Regions from separate parts of the Mus musculus genome. Here all the other regions are linked to region 1. The links are chromatin contacts, called in public promoter capture Hi-C maps. All regions are on one chromosome and are shown on one strand. Each heading gives the region's core, a stretch centred on a gene start, on an enhancer-like site or on the middle of the called end of the contact. The rest is flanking DNA. Distances are from core to core; before and after follow the strand shown. Region 1 holds the start of Nrm (nurim (nuclear envelope membrane protein)). Region 2 holds the start of Eci1 (enoyl-Coenzyme A delta isomerase 1). Region 3 holds the start of Mlst8 (MTOR associated protein, LST8 homolog (S. cerevisiae)). Region 4 holds the start of Amdhd2 (amidohydrolase domain containing 2).

Region 1 (3,643 bases), core at 394-2,893:
TTCCTGCAGTGAATTATGTATAAGCTTAGAGAACTATTGGTGGTTGGCACAAATGAGGCCCAACTCATGACAGGCAATTGCTTTACAACTCATTCACACCCCAGTTATATGCTTGATCTTTAAGGTTTTTCTTTTTTGGTGGTGCCGGGGGTTGAATCTAAGGCTTCCTGAAATGCTGCTCAAAAGCTTCACCGCTAAGCAGTAGTCCTAGACCATTGTTCATTTGATGCCTGTGGAGGCCAGAAGTCAGCCTTGGATGTCTTTCCTCGGGCCACTTTGTTTTTCTTTGAGATAGGGAATCTCACTGGGACATGGGGCACCCTTAGGCTGGGCTGGATGGACAGTGAGCCTTAGGCATTTGCCTCCCTAGAGCTTGCATTATGATTTAAGGAGGAAACAGGTTAAAGAGAAACCACACATAGTCAACTGCTTGTTTCCCACCTATAAGCTCTTCTGGGACCACTTCACAGTGTCTAGAAGATCAGTGGAGCCAGGATGTGATGCTAGGCCATAATCCCAGCACTTGGAGGCAGAGGCAAGAGGATCTGCTCAAGATGATTCTCAGCTACATAACAGCAAGTTCGAAGCCATCTTGCGCTACATGAAGATTCTGCCATTAAGGCGTGTACCACCACCTGGCTAGATTCTGCCATTAAAAATATATATACATTTTTTTTTTTTTGAGCAGTCCAAGTGGGGGCTGGAGAGAGCTCAGTGGTTGAGGGTACTGGGCTCTTCCAGAGGACCTGGGTTCAAATACCAGCACCCACATGGCAGCTCACCACTGTTACTCCAAGATCTGACACTCACATAGTTGCAAGCAAAACATCAATACACATAAAGGCAAAATAAATGTAAGTACAGAACTTCTTCAAAAACATTCACAGATGGAGCCCACTCAATACATTTCCCAAGCAGAGATCAGGGTGGGGAGGAAAAGTGCTATACAATGCATTAGAACTTGGTCCAGACGTCTTGGGAGCAACCAGCCTCCCTGCCCTTGCTCTATCTGTAATCTGAGAGAATCAGCTCTTGTCTTCTGAGGACCCTGTACTTGGATAGCTATGGTGATTGAGCCTTTCATTACTCGGTCTTTGGTTTTAGAGACAGGGTTTCTCTGTGTAGCCTTTGGCTATCCTAGAACTGACTATATAGGCCAGGCTGGCCTGGAACTTGGAGATCCATATGCCACCATCTCCCGACCTTGTCTCTCTCTCTCTCTTTTTTTTTTTAATGGCTTTTTCGGAACCGGTCTCCATATGCAGTCCAAGCTAACTTCAAATTCTCCTGCCTCACCCTTCCGAGTACTGGAATTACAGGCACGAGCCACCACACCCAGCTCTAAAACGGTCACTATACAAAAATCTATGTTGGGCGGGGTGGCGCCGTTTGTAACCCCAGCACATCAGGGATTGAGGCTGGAGAATAAGGAGTGATTATCTTTAAAAACAAGATGTTCTTTATGTTTCCACGCAAGGGAGGCTCTGTCTTCACTTTCCTCGAGAACACTGACAGCGCTGAGATTCGACCCACAAGGGTAGCCGCAGACCAGCTGCCCTGACGACGCCTGGGATTCCAACTCCGCGCTGTGACGCGCCGCTCGCGGTCCCCGCCTTGCCGCCAGCACCCCCAAGGAGGCGGGACCTGGGCAGGGCCAGCAGTCGCGGGAACCCTGAGCCCGCCTTCTCCTCAGGCTCCGCGCTGCTCGCCATGGCACCGGCGCTGCTGCTGGTTCCTGCGGCCCTCGCCTCCTTCATCCTGGCCTTTGGCACCGGAGTGGAATTCGTGCGTTTCACCTCCCTGAGGCCGCTGCTTGGAGGGATCCCGGAGTCTGGCGGTCCCGGTGAGCCGCAGGGATCCAGGGCGAGCTGAAGCGGAGAGGAGGAGCCGAAGCAGCGTGGCGAGGGCGGGGCATGGAAACAAATGACAGGGAAACCGCCAAAGCTGGGAGGCGCTGCTGGGAAGGGAGCGGAGGCTAAATCAGAAACTCCAAGATTAGTCTTGTGCAGAAAGCTGCGAGTGAAGACTGACAGAGTACGGCCCGGGGTGGGGGTGGGGTTTTGTGAGGAGAGCCAGGGGAAGGAGAAAGATAAAAAAGGGGAAACGCTGCTAGAAAACCCCAGACAGCGAGATGTGGTAGCTCACACCTTTAACCCTATTATTGGAGGGGGCAGAGGCAAACGGATCTCTTGATTGAAGGTCTATCATTACTGATTTCAAGGCCTGATCTATTGAGTGAGGACTATGTATGTAGAGATACCCTGTCTTGGAAAAGCAAACAAGAAAACCACACCAAAGACCACTTCCCTAGTCTCCTTGCTTGCTTGTGTGTGTGTGTGTGTGTGTGTGAATGAATATAATTGTGGAATGTGTGCTTGTGCTCCTGTGTGTGCAGTGCAAACGGCTGCTGAAGGACAACCTTGAGTTGTTTGTTTGTTTGTTTTTGGGTTTTTTTTTTCAGGGTATTTCTATGTATCCCCAGCTGGCTTGGAATTCAGAGGCCTATGTATTCTTTTTTTTTTTTTTTTTTTAAGATTTATTTATTTATTTTGGTGTTTTGAGACAGGGTTTCTCTGTATAGCTCTGGCTGTCCTGGAACTCACTCTGTAGACCAGGCTGGCCTCAAACTCAGAAATCCGCCTGCCTCTGCCTCCCGAGTACTGGGATTAAAGGTGTGGGCCACCATGCCTTTCTTTCTTTCTTTCTTTCTTTCTTTCTTTCTTTCTTTCTTTCTTAAGATTTATTTATTTTATGTATATGAGTAAACCTTAGCTGTCTTCAGACACACCAGAAGAGGGCATAAGATCCTATTACAGATGGTTGTAAGCCACCATGTGGTAGCTAGGAATTGAACTCAGGACCTCTGGAAGAGCAGCCAGAGCAGCCAGTGCTTATTGAGGGGGGAGGGGGGAGACAGGGTTTCTCTGCATAGCCCTGGCTGTCCTGGAACTCACTGTAGACCAGGCTGGCCTCGAATTTAAAAATCCACCTGCCTCTGCCTCCTAGCCAATGCACTCTCTCTCTTTCTCTCTCTCTCTCTCTCTCTCTTTTTTTTTTTTTTTGGTTTTCCAAGACATGGTTTCTCTGTGTAGCCCTGGCTGTCCTGGAACTCACTCTGTAGACCAGGCTGGCCTCCAACTCAGAAATCCACCTGCCTCTGCCTCCCAAGTCCTGGGATTAAAGATATGCACCACCACTTCCCTGCTCTAGCCAGTGCTCTTAACCGATGAGCCATCTCTCCAGCCCTATCTCCCACATATTCTTGGGACATAGTTGTTTTTTTTTTACAGAGACCTGAGGCAAACCAAGAGGTTCGATGGCTCACCTGGAACTGGGGTTATAGATAGCTGTGAGCTGCCATGTAGATGCTGAGAACCAAGCTGGGTCCTCACAGCAAGTGTTGTTAACCACTAAGACTCTCTGGGGATTCTTCTGTCCCTGCCTTCCCAGCACTAAAATTACTGGCACACACCACCATGCTGGGCTTGAATTCAGGTCCTCGGGCTTATACAACACTACATAGACTGAGCCATCTCCCCAGCCCTCCCACCTTGTTTTTAAAGGTGACCCTACCTAAAAACCTTCCCCAGGAGGAGGCCTAGAGAAGATGGAAGATTGAAGGAACAGCAGAGTGAACTGGGAA
Region 2 (3,434 bases), core at 781-3,280, about 11 Mb before region 1:
TCAGCATGTGGTACTGGGAGTTGGCCAGAGAAAGGACAGTCAAAATCTGTGGTGTTGACAAGCAGGTGAGTCCCTTCCAAGGAACCAGTTCAAGAGTCTGTGCTGTCGTGGGTCCCAAGAGACCCTCTGTCTTTCAGGCAGGGTGGCATACGCATTTAACTCTAGCACCTGGGAGGCAGAGGCAGGCAGATCTCTGGGAGTTCGAGGCCAGCCTGGTCTGTGGATCTAGTTCCAGAATAGCCTGCTATATACAGAGAAACCCTGTCTCGAAAAACCAGAAGGGGGCGGGGGGGGGGCTTTCGGGTGAGACATAGCAGAAGCCACCGTTTGGGGTTGTGAACAGAAAAAGAATTGTCTTAGAAAGGCCAGTCTGTCCCATAGCTGTGCTGTTTGAATATTGCACTCTTGGCTGACCAGGCTTCTCTTCCCACAGGTCTCGATCCCCAAGACGCAGGTCCCCTGTGCGTAGGAGGTCTCGCTCTCCTGGCCGCCGCCGCCACAGGAGCCGATCCAGCTCCAACTCCTCCCGATAAGCAGGGACATTGATTCGTACCTCTGTAACTTATGTTCCCCAGACTCTGTTTTGTCCTTTTCTCTAGCCAAGTGAGGGTCTGTAGAGAAGGATCCCTTACTGGGTACAGCAGTTGAGATATCTCCTCTACAGAAGGGTTCTGGCTTGTAGAGCTACTGTTGGTTCACGGCTGCTCCCATAGAGGTGCCCTGTAGTTTTCTGGCTAGAAAGTTCATCCCTTCAGTTCTTGATAGGCTGGTAGCAGAGCCAGCTGGAACCTATGGCAGCACACGGATTTCCACAGATGACCCAGAACCAGACAGCCTGGTCTAGCCCCCGCTGTGCCACACCTGTGCAAAGGACCACACTGCTCTTCTGTTCGGCCGACCATGCCCTGCTGAGTACGCTTCAACTTAGAGGGCTAAAACCTTTGAAGGATTCCTCCACAAATGGTTACCTTTCTGTCCCCGTGTCTCTGTTACTTTCTAGAATTTGTGAGCCAGTTCTACAGGGTCCTCATGAAACCTACCCCACCCCGTTGTCACCTGCCATTCATGGTGATGTTGCAGGTTAACCTTGGCAGTGTGTACATTGCCCCTTTTTGCTTTTATTGTACAGTCAGTACTATAAAATTTGTTTTGAGTTTTATAACTTTGTAGCATTTTAGATAAGGTTGTGTTTGTACTTGTGTAGAGTGAAAGGACTGTTGAATAAAACCTAGGATTAGAATGCAAATTGAGTGCTGGTTTTACTGTCTGTCTTAGTCCAGAAGAGTCATAATTTGTATGACTCAACTAAGAACTCACTTTGAGTTTAATCCCCAAAGTGGCATTTCTAAAAGCCAGGAGGACAGGTGGTGAGACGGCCTGGGGCTCAGAAGCTGACTCTGCCTGAGATGCTGCCGCCGCAGGAAAACTGGGAGGGACAGTTCTCTCTTCTGTCTCATACTGGTGCACCACAGAAGAAAAGTCTTAACCAAGAAGGAAGACTTCAGCCCGGCGTGGTGGCGCACGCCTTTGATCCCAGCACTTGGGAGGCAGAGGCAGGCAGATTTCTGAGTTCAAGATCAGCCTGCTCTACAGAGTGAGTTCCAGGACAGCCAGGACTACACAGAAACCCTGTCTCAAAAAACCAAAAAAAAAAAAAAAAAAAGAATAAAAGGAAGACTTCTTGTGTTTGTGCCCCTTGAGTATTGAGTCAAATAAAAATGCACTATTTGGGGCAAATAGCCTAGGTAAAGCCTCCCAGTCACCCCTGTGCTGGCAAGGCCGTCTGTTTTTCACTACGGTGCCAGCCTTGATTTATGGTCCTAATCCCAGCTCTGCAAGTGCCTCTGAGCTCTGGCAGCTCGCCCCAGCAGAATGAAAGCACTCTTGGACACACACCCTGCCCTAACTGGCACAGGGGAAACCCAGTCCTCTGGACGCTGCGGACTGGCTAACCTTGGCCTTGTGGGGCGGGGCCGGCCGGAGAGGAGGAGTCTGCAAGGCCGGGCTGGAAGCGAAGCCGCTGGCTCTGTAGTCCCCACTGATATCCAAGATGGCGCTGGCTGCTGCGCGTCGCCTTCTGCTGCACGCGGGTGCGTGGCCCGGGCGAGAGCGCTGGTGCAGGGCCTCACAGGGCTGGGTGCGCGGGCGGCGGTGGCGAGAGTCTGGGCGTGCTTGCTAACGTGCTCCGGGCTGTCTGCAGGATCCCGCCTCGGGCGCAGGGAAGCGGTGGACGGCGCGCGGCGCTTCGCTAACAAGCGGGTGCTGGTGGAGACGGAGGGCCCGGCAGGTGAGAGGGAGGGAGGGCCACATCTCGTTCATGTCCTCGGGCTCCGAGCCCACACGGTCTGTGAGGTCGGGCTGACGATGAGCTCTTGGAATTCCCAAAAGCAGGGAGTGAGCATAAGCTCACATAAACTCAGATTCTGATTAAAACCTAAGTTCATACCGGGCGGTTTAAATGACAGAATGGGTGAGTTTTTAAAGCTTTGGTTAAAGTTCCTAAAGTTATGGTCTGTTACTTAAACTATTAGTTAAGAATGATTATAGCTTGCGGCGGTGGCTCATGCTTGTAAACTCAGCTGAAGCCAGTCTGAGCCACGTGAGACAGTGTCTCAAAAATCTCACAAAAATGATTGGGAGCGTTTTTGAATATTTTCCTAATACTGGAATGTGGCACAGCAACATTTTCCTAGTTAATGTTGGGTCGCTCCCTGCCCACAACAGAAGGAAGCACCTCCCCTCACAAGCAGAGGCAGGAGGATGGTGAAGTTGAGGCCAACCTGGGCTACGGCTGGAGCCTGCTTTTCCTGTGCTGTTTTGTTTTTTAAAGTGACGATGCGGGGAGAGGGGGAGATTGTAATTTTCCAGGACAGTGACAATGCACTTATGGAAGAAAAACCTGGGAGGGGAGGACAGAGCTAGGGCTAGAGCTTAGGATCACAGTCTATAGGGGGAGGGAGCATTCAACCTAGACATGGAGGTCAAAGTCTGCAAAGTCTGGATTCCCCCCCCCCCAGAGTGATAGAATATGAGTGCACTGGAGAGAGAAAGAAGTGCCTTAATAGTGCCAGACCTGCAGGCTTCAATCCCAGTACCACAAAAGGAAATAAATAAAAATACTACAATAGGTAGCAGTAAAAACTATACCATGGCAAAGTCAGTGGATTATACACTTAAAGGTGACAAGATGTTTAGACTATCATGTAGATGTCATCACAATTTAGAGTAATAAGGTAGTGGCATATATTTTTACATGTATATATTTACCTATATATTTTATATATAATTTTAAGTAATAAGTACGTAACTTATGTATCTCTAGTGAAAAAGCAAAGGTAAAATAGCAACTGGTTTTATTTATTTTTTTTTTTGGTTTTGTAGAGCCAATGGTCCCTATATTTCAAAGGCAAAATTTAAAAGTCCATATGTCCCTT
Region 3 (3,546 bases), core at 140-2,639, about 11 Mb before region 1:
GGCAAGGCTAGCTCTCTGATGTAATTCTATTCTGCTTTCTACCTTCCCTCCATCGCCCGCTCAACCCCTCTTGCACTAAGACTAACTGATTGCAGAATAGCCTGCCCACAGACAATCCCCTGGCCTGCCCACTCCCCGGGCAGCCGTCCTCTTCAGCCCAACACACAACACCACCTGAGGTCCCAGATGCGAGCTGTGCAGTCCTCGCCACCTGTATACATCCAGCGACCATCCTCGTGAAAGCCCACTGATGCAATGTTCTTACTGACTCCGTCATAACTGATGATGGGGTTGGGGTTATTGGAGTTGAGATCATACATGCGGATATGTTGGTAACCTAGGGACACAGGGGGAATTGAAGCATGGGTGTGCCAGGTAGAACTACGGCCAGTAAAGGGTCAGAGGTCGAGAATCTCAGGTACCTGCAGCAGCAATCATGCTTCGGTCCGGAGTAATCTCCAATGCATTTACCTGCTGAGCATGTTAAGGATAACAGGAAGAGAACCCAGAGAGGGAAACCTTGGGGCTACAAGGCCATCAAGACCTCCACCACCTGGCCTGAGTTTCCCCAAACACATATCATTCATACTTAATTCTGGCCAGCACCATCCTGCTGCCAAGAGGAGGATACAGAGTCCTGATGCTGCACTGTTCGAGTGCAGATTCCACTGTGAGCCTGCCAAAAGCGCACCGTGTGGTCATAGCCTGCAGTTGCTAAGATGACAGGGTCACTGCCCACTGTGCCTGGGGTGGTATTCATTGTTTGATGGCTGGAGAAAAAAAATGAGACCTGCACTGGGCCAAGAGGTGATAAGTAAGGTCCAAAGGTCAAAACGTTTGGAGAGAAAAGATGTACGCATAACAATCTGCACACTACAGTGTACCGGTATTAACTTCACTTTAAAACTAAGAAAAATAAGAGTGTTCAGGGTCACGCTGACAGTCTCAAAAAAAAAGACTCCGGCTACTTTGCTCCCGGGAGAGTGTTCCTTCAGCTTCACCCTCACGCTTGGAGACGCCACCTCGCCAGCAGCCAGCAGGAGGCAGTCACACGCAGAAGGCCATCGCCCGGGCGCCGTCTCTCGCAAGGGTAGGCAACGCATGCGCATGGCGACTAAGGAAAAGCCCGGCACTGCTGCTGCTGAGCATGCGTAGTTGACCGGCACTGGGATCGGATGGGTGGGGGCGCTATCTGGCAGGACCCCCGCGCTCCCCAGTGCTCTGCACACCGCCCTGGCTCTGTGTTACCGGCCCGATTACCCCGACCGCACTCTCCTAGCCACCCAGTGGTCGGTAGCAGCCCTCATCCCGTGTCCCCCGTACCTTAACACACGCTCTGCACTCTGCCTTAGTCCAGGACGGCGAGGCGAGGAGGAGCTAGTCGATAGAAGCCGGGCCGAGCGTAGAGCTATCGATAGTAACTCCGGGCGAGACCATGGGTCCGGGGAGTGGGGGAGTTGAAAGGGATACCAGAGTTCTGAGACGAAGAACTCCAGAAGTGATCGTGCTCAGAATGGCCATCAGCCGCGACGCCACCCTTCAACTCACTGGGAACTACAGCCATGGTACTGCTGCCTATTTTCCAGACTTGGCTCCCAGAAGGAATTACACTGTCGTCGTCCCTCCACCCCCCGCAGACATACACAATCACCTACCCTACCAACCAAGCTAGAATTTCTAGGTAATGCAAAATTTTCAGATAAAAATCATTTTTTCTTTTCTTTTTTCCTTCCTTCCTAGCTTTTCTCTCTTTCCTTCTTTCTTTCTTTCTTTCTTTCTTTCTTTCTTTCTTTCTTAATTTCTTAATTTCTTAATTTCTCTCTCTCTCTTTTTCTTTTAGTATAGGCATATCTCAAACACTGTACTAAAAGAATTACTTTCTTACAAGAAGTTTGAATGCAACTGGGCAGTCTGTTACTTCTATTTGCTTTATCTGGTAGCCATAGTCTAGACCCTTTCAGCCTGATCCTGAGGGCACATAAGCTAGCCCAGAAACTCGTTTAAAACTGCAGACTCTCATGCCTCCATTTTTTAAAATTTTTAATAATACTTTTTATTTAACCCAATATATAAAAATATTCTTTTAACACATTCAACATAAATATTTTGTGCTTTTTTATTTTAAACTGAAATATAGTGTGCATCATGTTCTTGTGAATAGTTTCAATTTAGACTAGATAGATACATTACAAGCACTCAACAGCTTTATGTGTCTACTAAATAACATTGAACAGATAGGTGTAGAACATCTGATTCAAGAACAGCAAATTAGCCGGGTGGTGGTGGCGGCGCAGCCTTTAATCCCAGCACTTGGGAGGCAGAGGCATATAGGAGAGAATAATATTTATATTCCTAGCTGGGGAAAGCCTAGCTGGAATATAAATATTATTCTCTCCTATATTACATCCCAACTGCAGTTTCCTCTTCCTCCCCTCCCCCAAGCCTCTCCTCTCCTCTCTCCTCTCTCCCAGATTCACCCCACCACCACCACCACCAAGTACTTCCCCTCAGGAAAGAGCAGGCCTCCCAGGGACATCAACCAAACACACACAAGCTACAATAAAACCAGGCACATACTATCACTTTAAAGCTGAAAGAGGCAACCCAGCAAGAGGAGAAGGATCTCAGGCAGCAGAGTCAGGGACAGCCCAGCCCTGTTAGGATTCCAGAACACCAAGCTTATATGCAGAGGACCTAGGTCAGAGCCTTAGCAGCTCTCTGACTCTGCAAGACCCCAGGAGGTCCACCGGCCCCTCTGTGTTCTTGTGGTGTTCCTGACCCCTCTAGTTCTTCTAATCCCCCCCCCCTCCTCTGCAGGACTCCAAACTCCGCCTAGTATTTGGTTGTGGCACTCTGCATCTGTCCCCATCAGTGGCTAGGTGAAGTCTCTCTGGTCTCTTGGTGACAATTCTGCTATCATGCCTCCATTTTTATTACCCAGCTCTACAAAGTTGTCCTTGCTTTCTCATGATCTCTTCCCACTGCACCAGTAGATGGGGCTGCAACCCCCTTTCCCTCTAGCCACAGAGAGGGTAAGTCCAGCTCCTTAGCCAAGGCCGGTTCCCCTGTCTACACACCCAGGTTCCTGGTCATAGACACCCTCTTCCTATATCTCTCCCCAGTCCCTGTTTTACCTCCTTAGCATATTTTTAATATGGATTTTTGGTTTGGTTGCTCTGTAGACCAGGCTAACCTCGAACTCAAGAGAACTGCCAGCCTCTACCTCCCAAGTGCTTGGATTAAATGCATGGGCACAGACTCCCTCCTAGGTGTGTTTTGTATGTTTGTTTGTTTGTTTGTTTGTTTTTCTTTTTTTTTTCGAGACAGGGTTTCTCTGTATAGCCCTGGCTGTTCTGGAACTCACTTTGTAGACCAGGCTGGCCTTGAACTCAGAAATCCGCCTGCCTCTGCCTCCTGAATGCTGGGATTTAAGGCGTGCGCCACCACGCCCGGCTGTTTGTTTTTCAATCGGGATTTCTTTGATAACGTATAGTAACTTCAAATTTACAATGTAGCCAAGAATGACCTTGAACTTCAGGTCCCCTC
Region 4 (3,146 bases), core at 442-2,941, about 12 Mb before region 1:
GACGCCTATGCAGCCCAGGGCACAGCCCACACTCAATACCCACAGTTCCCTCCTCTGCTTCTGTGTCTACACAACCAGAAAGGAAGCCACGGGCAACCACACACTCCCTGATCCTGTCCTGGAAGAAAAACTGGCTGCGGCGATTGACAACAGGAACAGAGAAAATCCATTCGAGTATGGATAACAGCATTCATTTACTAAATTCGTCAACTGTGTTGCATAAGAGAATACCACGTTTTTAAAGCAAGAGTTCAGGTCTAAGGGATAAACCCGCAGAGAACACATGAAGACAGCAACCTAAACAAGCTTCCTTAAAACTGGGAAAACTAGCCTGGCGTGGTGGCACACGCCTTTAATCCCAGCACTCGGGAGGCAGAGGCAGGCAGATTTCTGAGTTTGAGGCCAGCCTGGTCTACAAAGTGAGTTCCAGGACAGCAAGGTCTATACAGAGAAACCCTGTCTCGAAAAAACAAACAAACAAACAAAAACCGGGAAAACTGTGGGAGAACCTTACATGAAATTTGGAACAAGACAACAGACCTCCTGCTAAGATAGAAGGTGGAAGGGTGAGGACAGAAGCCAGTCCACAGCAACAGCAGCTCTTTCTGAAAGGCTTTTTCATGTGAGTCACACAGCATAAGCAGGTTAGGGAGGAAGAGCTAGACAAGAGACAATGGCTGTGGCAGAATTCCAGGCGACCTTAGTTCAGGAGACCCAGAGGCTGCCTACAGGGCGTTGGGAGGGCGTGGCAGATGAGAACCGGGGCAGGAAACGTGAGGACAACCGCACTGGCAGTTGCAGAGACCAGGCAGAACCCAACTGAAAGTGAGGCGGATCCCCCTCGGACCCAAGTCCAGGAAGCCCAGATTCGGGTGAAGGAAGTGGTCCTTTCCTGAGGGCCCCTTTGCTCAGGGGTAGAACGGCCTCATCTCACCTTGTGATAAACCTCTGGTGGGGAGGTGACCAGGGTGGGACAGAAGGAGGTGACACCGTGGGACAGGAGCCTCCGGGCCACTAGGGCGACCCCCGAACCCACGTCCTCCGTAGCCTTGGAGAAGTCAACACCAAATCCACCTGTGGCCACAGAAAACAAGGGGGGTAGCACAGTGCTCGGAGCTCCTGCCCTGGGTTCCCTGGCCCGAGCCAGGCCGCACCGTTGATCTGCACATCGATAAAGCCAGGCGCCAGGATGCGGCCTCCGCAGTCCCGCTGCTCATCAGCCACACGCCTCTCCTCAAAAAACAGCTTTTCTGGGTCCAGGATTCGGCCCCCGCGCACCCACAGATCCTCCCTGAGGGCAGAGTAGTAGGCACTTGGATCACCACCAGGCCCTGGAACCAAACCCTAGTTCTATCTCGCACCCAGCTTGTCCCTGCACCCACTATTCTTCTTGGTCCCGGCCACACACCCACGATAGTCCCGCCCTCCACATTCCTGCCCCTTTCAGGGCTTATGCCCTACACTATCCCCATCTCTGCACCCCGCACTGGCGTATCATCAGCTCTATACCCAGCCTAAGCCTGCACCATGCAGCCCAGACCTGAGGAGCGTGCCGCCACGCAGGATGCGGCAGTTGGTGAACTGGAGCACCGGGGCCCCCGCTGCGCACTGCCCGCTACGCATCGTGAGTCGCGCCGAACCCAGCAAGCTTTGGGCGCAAGCCGGCAGAGCCCGGAGCAGCCGTAATCGGAAGCGGGGCCAGGTCGCATCACGTGACTCTCAGCTGAAGGGGCTGTCACGTGGCCGCGGTGCTCACGTGGTGGCGACCACATGATGACAAACCCTGCCAGGCCCGCCCACAGAAGCGCCAGAACACAAGCCAGTCACATCCGAGAACTTTTATTGGACACAGCTGGGAGCCAGCTCTGAGGAGCAGTAGCACTCTATCCTCCACCCTGGCTGTTCAGGGCAGGGGGAAGGGTGGCTCCATCCAAGGAGTCTCAGCAACAGGAACCCCACAAGGCAACAGTCTACTAATGATTACTATATAGTTGGGAGACAGGAGCTGCTCCACAGACGCATGAATAGGTCAAATCTTTTATAAATAAACATCCAGTGAAGAGAAAAATGACAACTCTAGTTCATTCTTATACACAGGAGCACTCTAGGGCGATGGGTGGGGTAACCAGAGGCTGACTTCGTCACTGGTCAGGGGCCTGGGTGGGAGATGAGTGGGCCCGTATGTCCACAGCACGGTGCAGTAGGGGCAAGGCGGGGGCGACAGACAATGGGCACTAGGACACTGCACATTTACAAGACCAACTACTGAGGGGCAGCTGCCCGTGCATGTGTCAGGCTGTTCGTTCTGGAATGAGGAGGGGTGATCTTTACATCCTATCCTGTGACTGATGGTGGAAAAGGACTACTTTGTGGAGAGGATTAGGGCCACGATGAGACCGTAGAGGCCAAGCACCTCCGCAAAGATGAGGATCAGGATCATGCCCACGAACAGTCGAGGCTGCTGGGCAGTGCCCCGAACACCAGCATCTCCGACGATGCCAATGGCAAAGCCAGCAGCCAGGCCACTCAGCCCCACACTCAGGCCAGCACCCAGTTGAAGAAAACTCCTGGGGAGAGAAGAGACACAGGTTGTCAGCAATCTGCCTGTCCACAGGACAATGAAGCACTTCACCTGGGAGGAAAGGCCCAGCACTCACCTGTAGAGGGTGATGCCATCAGTCAGGGAGTTAGCGATAAGTACTGCCACCACCAGGCCGTAGATGGCGATGATCCCAGCCATAACCACTGGGATGATGGACTTCATGATCAGCTCTGGCCTCATGACTGACATGGCTGCGATGCCAGTGCCACTCTTGGCTGTGCCATAGGCGGCTCCCATGGCTGTGGGAGGAGAGAGTAAGTGAGCCCAGAGCAGCTTTTTCCATTCTGCTCCCCAGGTTCCCACCCATTACAAGAACTGAGGCGGGCAGCCAAGCAAGAGCAGCAGCCACTTCTCTTCCCACTAGCAGAGCCATACCTCCAACCTCCTGCTCTACTTCCGCCTGCAGTTCTTCCTGTGGTCATGGGGGCTCGTTTGCTGTGAAACCAGACTTTGTTCCCTAGCACTCCCCTTCCCTAGCTTGTGATCTCTGGCAACATAGTCACGTGGAAGAGGCGGCTGGGCCAAGGAGAGCCTTGCTCGAGAC

The links. Promoter capture Hi-C pulls out the DNA fragments that hold promoters and counts their contacts.
Region 2: a promoter capture Hi-C map of cranial neural crest shows a contact between it and region 1. The contact joins the promoter of Eci1 here to the promoter of Nrm in region 1. A contact is called at or near these places in 1 of 39 promoter capture datasets (cranial neural crest) and 1 of 484 Hi-C or Micro-C datasets (B cells).
Region 3: a promoter capture Hi-C map of second pharyngeal arch cranial neural crest shows a contact between it and region 1. The contact joins the promoter of Mlst8 here to the promoter of Nrm in region 1. A contact is called at or near these places in 3 of 39 promoter capture datasets (cranial neural crest, pre-B cells and second pharyngeal arch cranial neural crest) and 1 of 484 Hi-C or Micro-C datasets (B cells).
Region 4: a promoter capture Hi-C map of pre-B cells shows a contact between it and region 1. The contact joins the promoter of Amdhd2 here to the promoter of Nrm in region 1. A contact is called at or near these places in 3 of 39 promoter capture datasets (cranial neural crest, pre-B cells and second pharyngeal arch cranial neural crest).

The regions. Positions count from the first base shown.
Region 1 is chr17:35,859,675-35,863,317 of GRCm38.p6, forward strand. It overlaps Nrm (nurim (nuclear envelope membrane protein)), which reads left to right and starts at 1,644. Exons shown (of 4, transcript NM_134122.2): 1 at 1,644-1,843. The coding sequence starts at 1,711.
Region 2 is chr17:24,424,653-24,428,086 of GRCm38.p6, forward strand. Eci1 (enoyl-Coenzyme A delta isomerase 1) reads left to right here and starts at 2,031. Exons shown (of 7, transcript NM_010023.4): 1 at 2,031-2,090; 2 at 2,201-2,287. The coding sequence starts at 2,051. Rnps1 (RNA binding protein with serine rich domain 1) reads left to right here. Exons shown (of 9, transcript NM_009070.2): 9 at 434-1,246. The coding sequence ends at 533.
Region 3 is chr17:24,477,689-24,481,234 of GRCm38.p6, forward strand. It overlaps Mlst8 (MTOR associated protein, LST8 homolog (S. cerevisiae)), which reads right to left and starts at 1,390. Exons shown (of 9, transcript NM_001252464.1): 1 at 1,324-1,390; 2 at 632-770; 3 at 423-474; 4 at 175-337. The coding sequence starts at 760.
Region 4 is chr17:24,162,042-24,165,187 of GRCm38.p6, forward strand. Amdhd2 (amidohydrolase domain containing 2) reads right to left here and starts at 1,692. Exons shown (of 11, transcript NM_172935.4): 1 at 1,541-1,692; 2 at 1,155-1,291; 3 at 935-1,074. The coding sequence starts at 1,623. It overlaps Atp6v0c (ATPase, H+ transporting, lysosomal V0 subunit C), which reads right to left. Exons shown (of 3, transcript NM_009729.4): 2 at 2,658-2,841; 3 at 1,824-2,567. The coding sequence ends at 2,363.